2 separate regions of the Mus musculus genome follow, and region 2 is linked to region 1. Evidence: chromatin contacts called from public HiChIP or PLAC-seq data. All regions are on one chromosome and are shown on one strand. The core of a region is the stretch at or near the end of the contact, and the rest is flanking DNA. Distances in the headings are between cores, read along the strand shown.

Evidence for each region. HiChIP or PLAC-seq counts read pairs in DNA pulled down with a chosen protein or histone mark.
Region 2: an H3K27ac HiChIP or PLAC-seq map of embryonic stem cells shows a contact between it and region 1, with 5 read pairs. The contact joins two enhancer-like sites. A contact is called at or near these places in 1 of 39 promoter capture datasets (macrophages), 1 of 484 Hi-C or Micro-C datasets (cortical neurons), 1 of 115 datasets of contacts at active chromatin or transcription factors (embryonic stem cells) and 3 of 9 other capture datasets (adipose tissue, liver and pancreatic islet).

Annotation. Positions count from the first base shown.
Region 1 is chr10:127,271,446-127,278,868 of GRCm38.p6, reverse strand. Dctn2 (dynactin 2) reads right to left here. Exons shown (of 14, transcript NM_027151.2): 3 at 4,059-4,155; 4 at 3,814-3,875; 5 at 2,947-3,045; 6 at 2,325-2,485; 7 at 2,020-2,167; 8 at 1,549-1,614; 9 at 1,344-1,382; 10 at 1,097-1,174; 11 at 931-1,002; 12 at 647-749; 13 at 461-552. Among named protein-coding and RNA genes, the nearest start is that of Dctn2, 8.9 kb to the right of the region's middle. Within about 2 kb of position 4,053, at least 19 of the 459 cell types and tissues checked have an H3K27ac peak or open chromatin away from gene starts, as enhancers often do. A contact at or near this core is called in adipose tissue and embryonic stem cells, where this site is marked.
Region 2 is chr10:127,423,110-127,430,823 of GRCm38.p6, reverse strand. All of the region lies in intron 2 of R3hdm2 (R3H domain containing 2), which reads right to left. Among named protein-coding and RNA genes, the nearest start is that of Gm23819, 23 kb to the right of the region's middle. Within about 2 kb of position 3,988, at least 84 of the 459 cell types and tissues checked have an H3K27ac peak or open chromatin away from gene starts, as enhancers often do. A contact at or near this core is called in adipose tissue and embryonic stem cells, where this site is marked.

The sequences.
Region 1 (7,423 bases), core at 2,804-5,303:
GAGCTCCACTTGAGCTACATGAATACCAGGTCAATTAGGCATATATAGCAAGGCCTGTTTCGGGGTGGGGGGGTTGGGGGTGGGGGGAAGGGGATTCAAGCATGGTAGCACATTCCTGTAATCCCAGCACTCCAGAGGGAGGAGAAGGATGGCCACAAATGTGAGCCAGCCTGGTCTACAAAACAAGCTTCAGGGTCAGTCCAACACACTGTGATTCTACCCAACACTCCCAGTTTCTCCCAAAAGCAAGCAAGCAAGCAAGCAAGCAAGCAAGCAAGCAAACAAAAAAGCCACAGTTAGAAAGAGGTTAACCAGGCTGGGCACAAAGGTCCTACAACTATGAAAACAGAATTGACATTCAAAGCCCTAAGACAAAACCCTCTGAGGTAGGGCTGGAGAACCTCAGGTGCCCTGCCCTGCCCTGGCAAAAAGTGGCAACAAAATAAAAAGACCCCCACACCTGGGTCAGGAGAGCAGTATTATCCTTAAGGGAACTGGCCATCATCTGCTGGGTGGTATCCAAGTGTGTCAGGAGCTGACCAAACTGCATAGCTGCAGAAGTGAAGAGAGCATGGCTAAGAACAGAATCCATGATGAGAGGGGACCACAGGCCCTCCCTCAGCCCAGGGCTCTGCCTGCCGCACACCTTGCTCATGCAGCTGCTTGATGGTGACAAGTCGCTGTACCAGTTCAGGGAGGGTGGAGGCGACTGGGCTCCAGCGCTGGATGGTCTCATAGAGCTGGTGCACCTGGTAAAGTGGGCAGGGCCGAGGGGATGCTAACACCACAGCTGGCAGAGGGAAGGCGCTCCCTTCACTCTCAGCTGGTTAAGACCCAAGGCTGCAAAGCCCCTACATTTGGATGTTACCACTCAGGGGAGGAGCCTGGGGGAGCACGGCAGGTACAGAGATGGAGAAGACAGCTCCTGACCTTGTTCTGAGTGTCTGCGTCCTCCACGGATGCCTTGTGCTTAGCAATCTCATTCACCTTTCCCAGGACACTCTGAAAGCACAGGGGTTAAGGGTGACAGGGCTCCCAGACCTGGGCTTCTAAAGTCCCAAGCTACTTGGAATCCAACTAGCTTTCTACTTAATACCTGAAGCCGAGCCTCTACTTGGTCCAGAACTGCAAGGTCCAGGGCACTCACTTTGGCTTGCAACAGTTCTACCGTTTCCTAGTCAAGGAAGGGTTTGGACAAGTGTCACCAGGAGAAGAATCAAATTATAAAAAAGGTCTGCAACATTTCACTGGAATTAATCTAGGGCTATAAACCCACTCATTATCATAATTAAGACATTCCCATTGACCCCTGTAATCCACATGCCAGCTCCTTCCAGACTCACCATAAGGCAGGCTCCCTGTAGACCTGCAGAAAGGGGATTCTGGTGGGAAATGGAGGGAAGAAGTCAGGAGTCTTCATACAGCCATAGGATGACTCCTGGTTCTAGCTGTAACCCCCTAGCTTCCAGATTGTGGGAACACTGTGAACTACGGGATCATTACTCAGGGCTCTGAGTACTGTAGACTTAGTACAGGAGAGCACCTGACCTGAGCATCCTGGTCACATCGGACAGTGGCCTCCAGCTCTGTCAGACGCTTCTCGAGTTCTGCAACCTATGGGGGAGGAGGAGGGGCAAGAGGAGGAGGCGATTCTTTGTCACCCTCCAACCCCTGCAAGGGCTCCCTTCTTGGACCACATCCCTAGCTACAATCTTAAACTTAAGTTTAAAGTAGATGGACAGCTTGGGAGGTACAGAGGCAGGAGGATCTGGAGTTCAGAGCCAGCCTAAGCCACATCCTTGAGTTTAAAGCTAGTGTTGAGACCCTACCTCAAAAACCAGAAATGCAAGGAAATACAGCGAGTAAGACTTCAGGAGGAGTCCGAAGCTCTCCCAGGACTCAAAAGCTTTCCCTCCTAGGCCTGGCCCTGCAAAGGCCACTCGCACCTCCCTCCCTGGCTCCCAGCCTACACTACCTGACTTTTCCCTAGCTCCCAACCTATGCTACACTCATACTTACTTTGGCAGCTTGAGAGAACTTGTCCTGCTCAGGCCGTGAGTGGAGTTCATAGGTGACCAGGCTGCTGTCTGGGGGGGCCCCAGCTGTAGCCTTACCCCCTGAACTGCCTTTGCTGCTCTTAGTTGCTTCCAGCTGCAGCAGTAAGCGCCTGGGGCACAAGAACAAGTGATAATATCCAGACCCAAAAGATGAGGGCTATTTGAATCTTCTGCCTCATAATTCTCATTAGAGAATGGCTAACCATCTCCCTCCTGTCCTGCACAGTCCCACTCAGCAGTGGCTCTGCCGCGGCTGAGGGCACTCACTTAGCTAGGGCTCCGTCTGGGTCGGCAAGGTTGATTGCAGCATCTGGTCCCAGAAGCTTCTCCAGGTGGGAAGCCACCAGCTGCTGCTTCAGGGCAGCCAGCTGCTTAGCCAGCACCACAGGGGTGAGCTTCTCCTCGGTGGCTGACTCCTTCACTGTCGTCTGATGGAGGAGTCCGTAAGACAGGATGGAAGTGAGAAAAAAAAAAGCAACCTCGGAGAAAGCCATGGCCAGGCTGTTTTATTTACTTTATGTATCTGCATGTATGCAGTGTGTATACCACATGCATGAAGTGTGTGTACCACATGCATGCAATGTGTGTGCCACATGCATGCAGTGTGTATATCACATGCATGCAGTGGCCATAGGGGCCTGAAGGGGGTATCAGATCCCATGGGACTAGAGTTACAGATGGTTGGGAGGCCCTAAATGGGTGATGATAATAGAACCTGGATCCTCCAAAGGGGCAGCCAGTGCTCTTAATCTTTCCAGTCACCACTGCCACGTGCCCAGGATAGATTTTAGAACAGCACTGAATTTAACAGTGTTAAATATAGATTTGTATTCCCCAGCTCTGGAAACCTCACAGCCCAGGCACTCAGAAGCCAGGGTATGGACGTTACCTTGATCTTCTCCACCTCAGTTGTCAGCTCTTGGACTTCATGCAGTAGTCGTTGGTACTTCTGCTGCGGTGTCTCCTTCACTCCCAGACCCTCTCCAAGCTAGAGACAAGGAGGAAGTTGATGTTACCTGTCCCATTAGAGGGAGCCCTCGGAGTTAATCCAAACCTTGGACCTAAGTCATAAGGTATCCCTCTACCACCTGGATCCTCACTACCCTCTTACAGAAGAGAGGGAGACAACAGAGATCTGGAGACTCCAGAACTGTAGCAGGGAGCACAACACTCTCAAATGTATTTTGCGTGGATGACACTCAGACAAACTCAGACTAAGACTACATCCCTCAGGCTCAGCAGCTAAGGGCACTGGCTGCCCTCAGAGACCTTCAGTCCCAGCAGCCATAAGGTGAATTACAACCATCTGTAACCTTATTTCTACAGAATCCAATGCTCTCTTCTGGTCTCTCCAAACATCAGGCACACACATGGTACATTCATGCAGGTAAATACTCATTTGCACAATATAAAAATAAATAAATCTTAAAGAAACAAAACAAAAACCAAAGCCAGGTATGGTGGTACAAGACTTTAATCCCAGCACTTGGAAGGCAGAGGCAGATGATTCTCTGAGTTTAAGGCCAGCTTGGTCTACAGAGCAAGTTCCAGGACAGCCAGGGCTACACAGAGAAACCCTGTCTTGAAACAACAACAAAAACACAACAAAATAATAATAATCCCCAAGGCAAAAAACAAAGACAAAAAAATAAGAGAGAGAGAAATTTAAAATAAAGAAACAAAGCCCCAAACTTAACACTGCTCACTCCCCTGCAGGCCTGCTCTAGGCTCACCCCACGGTCATCACACAACAAACCATTTCATAGTCTCCAGACTCATATCCTGTCCTCTTGGTCTTTCCAATGCGATCTGAGAAATCTGTCAAGAGAAGAAGACTACTGAATGAGCTGGTCTAGGCCCAGTTCAGCCCCAGACCAAGGTGACTGTGAGGGCTGGTCCCAGAAGGCTCCACAAGGGATCGGATCCGCAGGGCTCAGGCAGCTTGTTCGCTCTCTAGGACCACGCCCGCATCCCCTCCCCAAGCCTCCAGCCCAGGCTCACCAAGCCCCTTTGTTCCCACTCTCTTGTCCTTGAACTTGTCGTAGGCAGCGTTGGGGTTGACAATGATGTGTTCCACGCTTGTGCTGCTCAGTTCCTCCTGAGGGGACAGGGACCTTAGCATTTCTTCTATCCCACAAAGCCCCCAAACTACTAAGCCACTGCACTCTATTTTTCCAAGGAGAAAGAAGGGGGGCTCCATTCCAAGCCTCCCACCCAGGCTCAGCCTGGGAAAGAGAAGCCTCCTGGTAAAGCTGGAGCCTTGGTAGTATAAGTATTAACACCCTGATTTAGCTAGGGACAGAGGCAGTGTAGCCTCCCCCACCCACTCTGTACATAAGCCTCCCTCCCTCAGCCTCTCCCAGTTATCTGGCATACACCATGCACTCAGGGCAAGAAACAAACTTGACCTCTCCTAACCTCCCCCTCCCAAAAGTAAATCTTCTTCCCTGGCTAAACAAGTCCATAGAGCTGACTCTTCGCCCATGCTGGACGGGGAGGAGGAGGCAAGGGCAATATTCTCAATGTAAAATGGCAGGTTTAATCTGTACAAGGTAAGATACCAACTCATAGATAGAAGAGGACTATTGGCAGAGTGTGTGCTTAGAAGCCTGGTTTCTGGGCTACTGTGGGGCCAGACAGCTCGGGATATGGAGGAGCAGCGACAGCTCAGCGGGTTACTATTAAAGGGACACCTTACAAGTATCCCAGGAGCACCTTAGGCAAGGGCTGGACATAGCCCCCAGCACTGAGAAGCGTGGCATGTGCCCCTGCTACTAGACCACTCTGTTGCACCCAAACAATCAAGTCAGGCACATGCAGAGAGGGAACACTGTACCCTAGACCTGAGGGTGACACTCCTTACACATCAACAACTACATCTTCCAACCAGGGAAGGTCACTACAGTGCTGAAGGAAGGGAGGTGCCTAGGAGTGCTGTTTTGTTAGGGGTTGACATCTCCCTGAATCTAGGAAATGAAGCTCAATCGGGTTGTTGCACATTAGAGTCTCTTAGAAAAGCCTGCCTGCCTGCCTTCCTTCCTCCCTCCCTCCCTGCCTTCCTTCCTCCCTCCCTCCCTGCCTTCCGTCCTCCCTCCATCCCTTCCTTCCTGGAGAAGAAAAAGAACAGGCCTGGGCCCATCTCTTAGGTGTGAGCTTAGGTGCTCTCTCTGCCTGTGTGTGGGTGTGTGGGGAGCAGGGAGGAGAACCAGGACAGGAGAGAGAGCACTGGCTGCAAGGAGGGTCCATCCTCCCCTCTCCAGAGTCACAGGGGGAACGTGGCGGGCATGGGCGGCAGCCTCGGGCTGAGGACAAGAGAGAAGGCGAGGACAAAGCAGCAGCTTCCCTCCCTTCAGGCAGCTGTTAGGCAGAGGGACAAGACAAGGGCCCAGTGGAGAGAAGAGACATCGGAGTCCCCCTCACCCCTTCCCCTCAGAAGTCCCCACTTGCCAAGTAGCCCTGTGGTTTCTGGTCTCTAAACTGCCTAAGGATAGCAGCTCAAGACAGGCAAGCATAGCTGTGCTGCTGGCTCCCGGAAACATGGTTTCTCTCCATAAAAGCCAACAAGGCAGAGGCCCCTTTTCAGACAAGCATGGTGGCACAGGTGTGTAATCCCAGCACCCAGGAAGACGCTCACACTGTAATCCCAGCGTTTGGGAGGCTGAAGCAGAAGGATAGCTGCAAGTCTGCAGCCAGCCTGGTCTTCACTCTGAGTTCCAGGTCAGCTAGGATCCCAAGACTCTACTCAAAAACAAAACCAAAAAAACTAACTTCTTAAAAAGATGGCCAGACAGCAGCAGAAGACACTTTTAATCCCAGCACCAAGCAGGCTGGGTCACTTTGAGTTCCAGGTCGAGCTAGTCTATAGAGTGAGATCCCATCTTAAAAGAAGAAAAGAAGCGGATGAGAGGCTGGTGCTGTCACTTGGTGCTGGAGGACTGACCTTGCAGGCTTCAGCCCCTGCGCTAGACCTCTGCTACCACCAACACACAAATGAAAAAAGAAAAGGAAAGGAAAAGGCACGGGGCACAACCTGAAGAGAAAGTGCTCTGTGAGGGACAGAGGGACAGCCTGCGTCTGATGGCTTCCTTAAGTAGGGAGAGCTGGGAACAACAAGGGCCAGCACCGAGGAGAGGCTCAGTGGGTCTCAGCAGTTGCTGTAGAAAGCAAGGCCTGGGCCAGGAGGGCCACACATGCTGGCCTTCAGCATCTCAGACCTGCCATGCCACTACAGTGTCTTGTGAGACAGGAATGGGTGCTGAGTGTGGGACTGACTAGGAGGCCAAAGGTTTAGTAGAGATGAAAGGATAGAACCCCTGCCCACCACAGCACACCCCGTTACAAAGCAGACGCAAGGTTGGACTTCTTACCAGCTCCTTGTGGTTTCCCCAGAGGTGAGAAAATCAAGAGTTAAAAAGGAAAGGGCGTGGGGGAGAGGGATGAGGGAGGGAAAAAAAAGACAAAATTGTTATTAGCAAATTGTCACATGCACTACATGAGTCTTCAAACACTGCACCACAGAGCCCCAGGGGAACCTATCAAAATTTGGGGGCCAAGATTTCTAGCTGAGGTCAGAATGTGCCCCACGAGAAGGAGACCTGGAGACCCTTTCCTCTCTGGTGCTGAGGATGTGTGGAGCTTTGCCATTGAGCAGCAGCCATCGGAGAGTGAGTGCTGGACACGAGGAGTTAGCTGCTGCAAGCTGGGGCAGAACGGGAAGTGCAGAAGAGAAGGCTCAGGTGAGGGGAAGCTATAGAAATGGCAGGATGTGACACAAAGAAGGTGGAGATTCTGGGGACCTGACACTGACTGAGCGCCCACAGTTCTCAAGGGAGGCTCTCCCTTAGCAGTTCACGTGGCTAATGTCTAGATCTTACTTCCAAGCCAGCCTGGTGGGCTCCAACTGTGTGCCCTGCCTCTCTAGCTCTGTTGATGGATGGGTGGAAAGGTGGAGGGCTGGTTGACATCGTATGTGAGAAAACCCATGTGAGGGACAAACATGCACTTCCTCCCTAACAGGTCACCCAGCCCAGTTGCAGCTCCTTTTATTTTGGCCTCTTTTGCCCACGTTCAGTGACTCCATGGTCCTACGATGTCCCTGTACACAAGTGGGCATAAGCACCCACTGGAACACACATGCAGAGCCACAAGAGAAACAGAGGTACTGTACTTGTTTCTAACTTGCTCTCACCCACAAGAGAAACAGAGGTACTGTACTTGTTTCTAACTTGCTCTCACCAAGCTAAAAGCAGCCTGGGAAAAAAATCAAGAAGGGGGAGACCATGGACTGTAAGTGAAGTTCAAACCAAGAGGGAAGAGGCAAAAAACAAAGCAATCCAGCAAAAACCCACAACAGGCATGAGCAGTGG
Region 2 (7,714 bases), core at 2,739-5,238, 150 kb before region 1:
GCCTCAATTTAACACTAAAAATGTATATGCAGAGATGTTGACTTAAAATCAGGAGGAAGGGCTGGCCAGACAGCACTGAGTCACTTCATTAGCGATGACTGGATCTATGGCCCTGCATGAGAGGAGAGGACTAGCTGACAACAAGCTGGCTGTCTCATCTGTACACACCCATCGGCACACATATCCATTGAATTAAGAAGTATAATAAAACCATTTTTTAAAAAGGAAAGCAAGATTCTCCTTCCTCCTTTGGGTTTATTTGGTTTGGGTGTATTTTCCCCCAAGACAGAGTTTCTCTATGTTGTCCTGGCTGTTCTGAACTCACTCTACAGACCCGACTGGTCTCAGACTCAGAGATCCACTTGCCTCTGCCTCCCAAGTTCTGGGATTAAAGGTGTGTACCACTGCCACCACCACCACCACCACCACCACCACCACCACCACCACCACCACCACTGCCACTGCCCCTTTGGGTTCCTGAGGCAGGGTCTCACTATAAAGTTCAAGCTGATCTCAACTTGCAACTCTCCTGCTTTAGCCTCCCCAGACCTAGCATCACAGACAAGAAGCATCACACCTAGCTACGGTTTCATCAACACAAGTACAGAAAATGCAGTGAAAATCAACCATAATCTGTAATTCAGCTATTATTGCCATTATTAATAGCAACATAGTGAGGTATAATCTGGCTTTTATTCCCATATTTATATATAATTGACATCCATATTGGATGATTTCATATCCTGTATTTTTTATGTAATTATATGGTACATCAAGCATGTTTTTGGCATGAAATTACTGCCATGAGGCACTACATCTGCTGCTTGTAATTTTTCAAAGACAGGATCTTATGTATTCAAGGCTAGCTATGGCCCTACTATGCAGATGAAATTGGTCTTGAACTAGCAATCTTCCTGTTTCAGCCTCTTCAGTGCTAAAATTATAGATGTAAAACACCACAGTGGTTTAAATTACCTTTAACTAAAGGTTAACTGGGGGCTGGAGAGATGACTCCTTGGATAAGAGCACTGACTGCCTTTCCAGAGGTCCTGATGGCTCACAACCATCTGTAATGTAATAGGATCTAATGCCCTCTTCTGGCGTGTCTGAAAAGAGCAACAGTGTACTCACATACATAAATAAATAAATCTTAAAAAACAACACAAAACATGGACCATAATTTATTTAACCATTCCTCAATATTGTGAATTCAGGCAGCTATCAATTTTACAGTAAAATATTCTTTGATGAACACCTTTGAATCTTTATTAGCAATTCTCACTGACTGCTTAGGATAAATGTATTCAAGAAATTTAGAGATAGAATGGTTTTCCTTCACTCATTTAAGAAAAAAAAAAGGATGCATAGTTGTTGAGGATATTTGATCACACTGTGAACCCCAAGAATGTGTTACATACTGGAAACAAAAACCAAAAAACATGTTTCTAGTTGTGGTGTGGCTCAGCTCTTACCTTTAATCCCTTTGGTTGGAACACAGACCTGCCCTTAGTATACTTCTTTCTTTCTTCCTTCCTTCCTCCATCCCTCCCTCTCGCTCGTTCATGCATATGCTCTCTCTCCTTTTCTTTCTTTCTTTCTAGTTTAATTTTATGTGAGGATGTCAGGTCCCCTGAAACTGGAGTTACAGACAGTTGTGAGTTGCCATATGGGTGCTGGGAACTGAACTCTGGTCCTTTGGAAGAGCAGCCAGTGCTTGTAACCACTTAGCCATCTCTCCAGGCCTTACACCTTTAATGACAAACAATAAAGGTAAAAAGTTGTTTTGTAGAAGGAAATTACCCATGTTTGAAAGTGATGTTTAATTGAGTGGCAGACAAGGTAAAGAATGATCGATCTCACAGAATAGGATCTGCCCAACTCTCATGAGGAGAGAGAGGAAAGAGAGACTACTTAAGAGAGCAGTGCAGACAGAGAAGGAGGAAAGGAAGGAGGCAGTTTTACTGGGACAGTTGTACAGAGACAGGTTGCAGAGAGAGAACAAGCCCAACACAGGTGAAGACAGGAGCCAGAGAATGAGAAGGAGCCAGAAGATTAGAACAGACTGCCAAAGTTAGTATGAGGCCAAGCAGAGCACTTCAGGAGAAACCAACAAAAACCAGATTGAGTCTGTCGCCTCGAAGAGGAGTCTGAGCCAGAACTGGGTTGAACTCGCCAGTCAGAGTTCAGAAAGAGCTAGAAAGGGTGAGCTTATTCAGCCTTAAGTCTCCAAGGATGAAAACACTCTAGGCCTAGATAAGATTGTACAGAGGCTAGAAGCTTGCAGGACCAGGCCTAGCTCAGCAGACTGAGGCAGTAAGCCTTGGAGACAACAATTACATCAGGAGAATAAAAGTTACTTTGACACAGCTTCTTTAGTGAACTAATGTTTTCACCTGTTCCGGGTCAAGCCCATCTCTCAGGCCTTACAGTGGGTCTCAAACTTTCAGAACACACATGGGCAATACTACATGCTCTCTCTCTTTTATAAATCAAGTTTTCTTCTACATCTAGTCTATATCTTTGTGTGTGTGTGCAAGTGAACACGCACTTGGCAGAACTGTCTCCTTCAACTATGTAGGTCCTAAGGACTGGACTTAGGCTGTCAGAATGGTGAGCATCTCTTTTGCCCACTGAGTTATGAACTTGCCCACTTCCTGCTTTTCTGCAGTTCATTTCCCTTTTTAAAAAAATTAACTCTTCTTTCTCCATATATACTAGAGAAGGTACAGGGAAGATTAAAATCTCCAAGCAGAGAGAGTTTGTTATGAGTGTTACACACATTGCTGGCTCTTGTCAATGCACTATGATAGGTTAGTAAGCAATACAAAAAAAGAAAAACTTCAAAAGATACAAAAGAATAAGACTCTAAGTTATAATAGTGGGCTGGTGAGATGGCTCAGCCATTAAAGGCTAGGCTCTCCTTCTAAAATATGTTACAGCATAAAACTAAAAGAAGATAAAGGGTAACAGGATGTTGGATTGCTTAGTATTTTTTGCTCGATATTTGGCCCATTTAAAATTCTGGATTTGGGGAGGGAAGGTCAAGGCACCTCAATGGCACAGTACATACTTAGTGAACACAAAGCCTTCACGTCAATGCTAGGCACTACCACCCAGCCTGCAAATCAGTTTATTTTAAGAAATGTGGCAGTATTAAGAAATGTGGCAGTATTTTAAGGACTCACCATACACAGGATGCCATATCTATGAGTGAGTACACTCACAGATATCCAGAGGAAGAGGAGTACCATGAGCACAGCACCCAACCGGAAGAGTAAGGAAGGAATGGCTTTCCAGAGGTGGACACCAGAGGCAAATGTCCAAATGACAGAGACAGGAGTAAGGTAGGTTCTTTCAGACAGATAAGGATAAGAAGAAGCGTTACAAACTGGCAGGTTGTCTGTCTTCTTGATGAGTACTGTGTAGGCAGAAGCTCTAGGCTGACCTCAGGAGAAATACCTGCCAACCAGCAGCACCAGTTCCCCAGACAGCACTGCAGTGGGTGCAGCAGCTGGCCCCAAACTGCACATCTTGCCAAATTTAGCTCCAAAGTTCTAAGTTTAGCTCAGAAGTCCTTCTGCATATAAATATTAGATTGGGCCTTGAGAGCAGAGTCTGTAGAATAAAGTTCATACTCCATGGATTTCCCTAAGAAGCTGTGAATGGTGCTGTGGTCTGAGACAGGGTCTCACTTATGTAGGCCTGCATGAACTCATACAGGTCCTTCTGCTTCAGCCTCAGGGCTGGAATTTAAATGTGTGCCAACACGCTAGGCAGGAGCTGTAGATTTTAAATGGCTGTGACATATTAACATAACAAGACCACGGGCCTTTAAGCTGATCAGCAACTCCTCACTTCCTGGTTCTTCCCCCTCCTAGTAACTTCTTCTGTGGATGGCAGGCTCTTCCTGAGCTATCTCAGTCCTCCACAGCCATCCAATTCAGCAAAGCTGAAGGCTCTCAGCACAACCCTTTGTTTACATAAGCCAATCAGGACCAAGTATTGGGCATAAAAAGGGCCCAGGCAGGAGGCCAGACTTCCTCTCCACCTCAGTAAAGCTCTGGCTCCTCTGCTGTCCTGGCTCATTATTCTTCACTGTTTTTAAGACAAGATCCTGGGGCCACTCAGAGTGATTCAGTGGCTGCTGCATTTCTATGGCCATATTTTCTCTAGAATTAAGCCCACCTGAGCAAGGAGATAGCTCTATCACAGTCAAAGACCCCCACAACATGGAGAGCTAAGGCAGAACATGTAAATCAGAACAATGGTAGGGAGCCCATGCCTAGAACTCCAGCACTCTGGAGGCTAAGGCAGGAGGAGGCCACGAGTCAGAGTCTGAAAATAAAGCAATCAAACTACAACAAAAGCCCAAACAGGCATGGTTGTGCACACTGGATGAAAAAGAGATAGAGGAGAGGGAGAGGGAGAGGGAGAGGGAGAGGGAGAGGGAGAGGGAGAGGGAGAGGGAGAGGGAGAGGGAGAGGGAGAGGGAGAGGGAGAGGGAGAGGGAGAGGGAGAGGGAGAGGGAGAGGGAGAGGGAGAGGGAGAGGGAGAGGGAGAGGGAGAGGAGAGGGAGAGGGGGGAGAGGGGGGAGAGGGGGGAGAGGGAGAGGGAGAGGGAGAGGAGGGGATGGGAGGGCTGCTGCTCCTAAGTATGGTGGAGGAGAAAGTTTATTATCAATATAAGGGAGACCTAACCAGAGGGACAAACATCTAAGAGAGTTCAGAGTGGTCACTACCCTGAACCATATGGGGAGAGGAGGAGAGGAAGGGAAGAGAGAGGGAGGGATCAGGTACAGCAGCCAGGAGGCCAAAGGTCAAAGGAAGGGCAGCCCAGCCCCTGGACTGGAGAGTTCAGAGTAGAGGACAGGGTGTGCCAACCATGCTCTTTAACAGTAGGACAGCGGAATGCTGGGAGAACATGGAGGCCTGGTCCACTCTGATAAGTTAATTAGGCATTCCCTACTAACAGACACCTGGCCTTAGCCCTTAGGTGGCTGGAGTCGGAGGACTTAGAATTTAAGGTTGGGGTGGCTACACAGTAAATCTGAGGCTTATGTAGTGAGTTTCTCTACAAAACCAGAAATAACAAACCCAAACCAACCAAAAGATAAATGATGGTCAAAAAGGAGAAAAGATAATCTTTCAGAGTGCATGTTCATAGACTGGCCTTTGAGATTACTTCTGGAATGCTGGGATTAAAGGTGTGTGCCTCAGAACCTGGCAATGATGCTTAAGACGCATGTCTGAAATGCTCACTCTATACTTATAATTTACTTTAGAAACGCATTCTTTACATGGCTTGAAAATCTGTTTCCTCAAAGCTTGCACGTGAAGGCTGAGATGTAGCTCACATAACATGCAGAAAGCTCTAGGTATGATCCTCATACCACCCCCAAAAGGGAGGATGACTGACCAGATGACTCAGCAGATAAAAGCTTTTGACGTGCAAGCCTGATGACCACATGTGTGCTCACATCTGTAATCCTAATACTCTAGGTAAATGGGAGGCAGAGAAGGAGAGGTCTCAAGAAGCTTGTGGGCCAGCTAGCCTCGCTTGATACAGTTCAGCAGAAATAAGATACCCTGCCTCAAACAAGGTGAAAGAAAAGAACCAACTCCAACTCCTCAAAAGTTGTCCTGACTTCCATATGTGCTTCACATAGAAACAAATAAGTTCCCAGTAACGTGGAAACGCAGGTAGCATTACCCTATTTGATTTCTAAATATCATGAATGATGGCTAACGCTAACTCAGTCTTTAAAATACCTGGGAACCGAGGCATAAGGAGATGCTTGAGTCAGGAAAGCATGAGGATGTGAGTTTGGATCCCTAGCACCCATGCAAAAAAGCTGGGCCTATGATCCTTGCACTGGGAAGTAGAAGACAGGGAGAAGACAGAAGGACCCTGGGGTTCACAGACCAGCCAGTCTGCCCAATCAGTAAGCGAGAGACTGTTCCAGTTAGCTTGACAACAGCCCAGAGCTGAAGGAGTTTCAACTGGGGAACTGCCCAGATCAGATGAGCCAGTGAAAAACTGTCCTGATTGCTGACTGCTGTGGGAGGACCCAGCCCACCATGGGGAGCACCATCCCGAGGCAGGTGATCCTGGGCTACATACAAATGACAGCTAAGCATGAGCCCAAGAGTCAGCTTGCGGATGAGCCGTCATCAGCGCTTCCTCATGGGTCTCTTCTAAGATCCCTGCCTTGAGTTTCAGCCTGACTTTCCTCGATGATGGACTGTAAACTGTAAGAAGAGAGCAACCTTTTCCTCTCCAAGCTGCTTTTAGGTCAGAGTTATTTATCGCAGCAACAGAAAAACAAAATGGAATGGACAACCAGTCTCAAACAAACAAACCATGGATCCCTACAGAGGAGGATATGACAATCTGGACCTTTTGCTCCACAGGCATATTATGTGGGTCTGAACATGTACACATACATATACCACACACACACACACATGTGCACAAAGATAAATTAAAAAAAGAAAAGAAAAGAAGACTGGCAAAATAGCTCATTGGAAAAGGGCACCTTGGGACAACATAGTAGAAGGAAGGAAAGAGCAGATTTCTACAGCTTGTCCTGACCACCTCACACATGCAATGGCATAGATGTGCTCATACACACACACACACAAGACACAAAATAACATAAAATCAGATTGGCCAGTGAAAAACTGCCCTGATGTGGGAGGGCCTAGCCCCCCATGGGGAGCACCATCCCTAGACAGGTGGTCCATAAATAAGACCTGGTAAATGTTATGTATAAAAAAGCTCAGTGGTTAAATGCACTGGCTGCTCTTACACAGCTAGGGCTCCATTCCCAGCCCACCGCCATCAGTAACTCCAACTGCAGTTACCTCACCTAAGCTCCTCCAGAACCAGGGATGCATGAGGTAGAGAGTTGTACATGCAGGCAAAACACTCATATACATAATAAAAATTATCTTAAAAACGATTAGGGTTTAGAGGGAGAAAAGGGAAGGGAGAGAAAGATTCACTTATGTATGTGCCTGTGCCTGTTACCCGTGGGGGACGGAAGAGGGCATCAGTTCCCCTAGAACTAGAGTTACTGATAGTTATGACCTGCCAGGTGGGTCCTGGGAACTGAACTCAGATCCTCTGCAACAGCAGCCAGTGCTCTTAACCACCTCTTAACCATCTCTCCAGGCCCATAAAATTTAAATATAATAAAAATATTTTAAGGTAGAAAGTGATCATGGAAGACTCCCAGTGTATATCTCTGTATATGTATTTATACACATATAAATTTTTAAAAAGTGTTATAGGACTGTCTTTTTTGTTTGCTTTATAGTGTGTGTGTGTGTGTGTGAGTGACAGAGAGAGAGAATGTGTGTGTGAGTGACAGAGAGAGAGAGAGAGAGAGAGAGAGAATGTGTGTGTGTGTCTAGGTAGGCAACTCAGAAGGTAACTTGTGGAAGTGACTTCTCTTTTCACCACATGGGTTCCAGGGACTGAATTTAGAATTTAGTTTATCCATCAGATTTGACAGTTAAGTGCCCTCCCTAAACCCTAACCTACTGAGCCACCTTAGAGCCTTAGCTCACAAACAGAAAAGGCCCATATCCCTATGACCCTTAAAAATATCTAGGGAGTGGGTACTATTATACTCATTTTACACATGAAAAAAAAATAGTTGATAACTATCAGCAATTGGTAGAGCAAACATTCAACAAGAATGCTTTTTGCT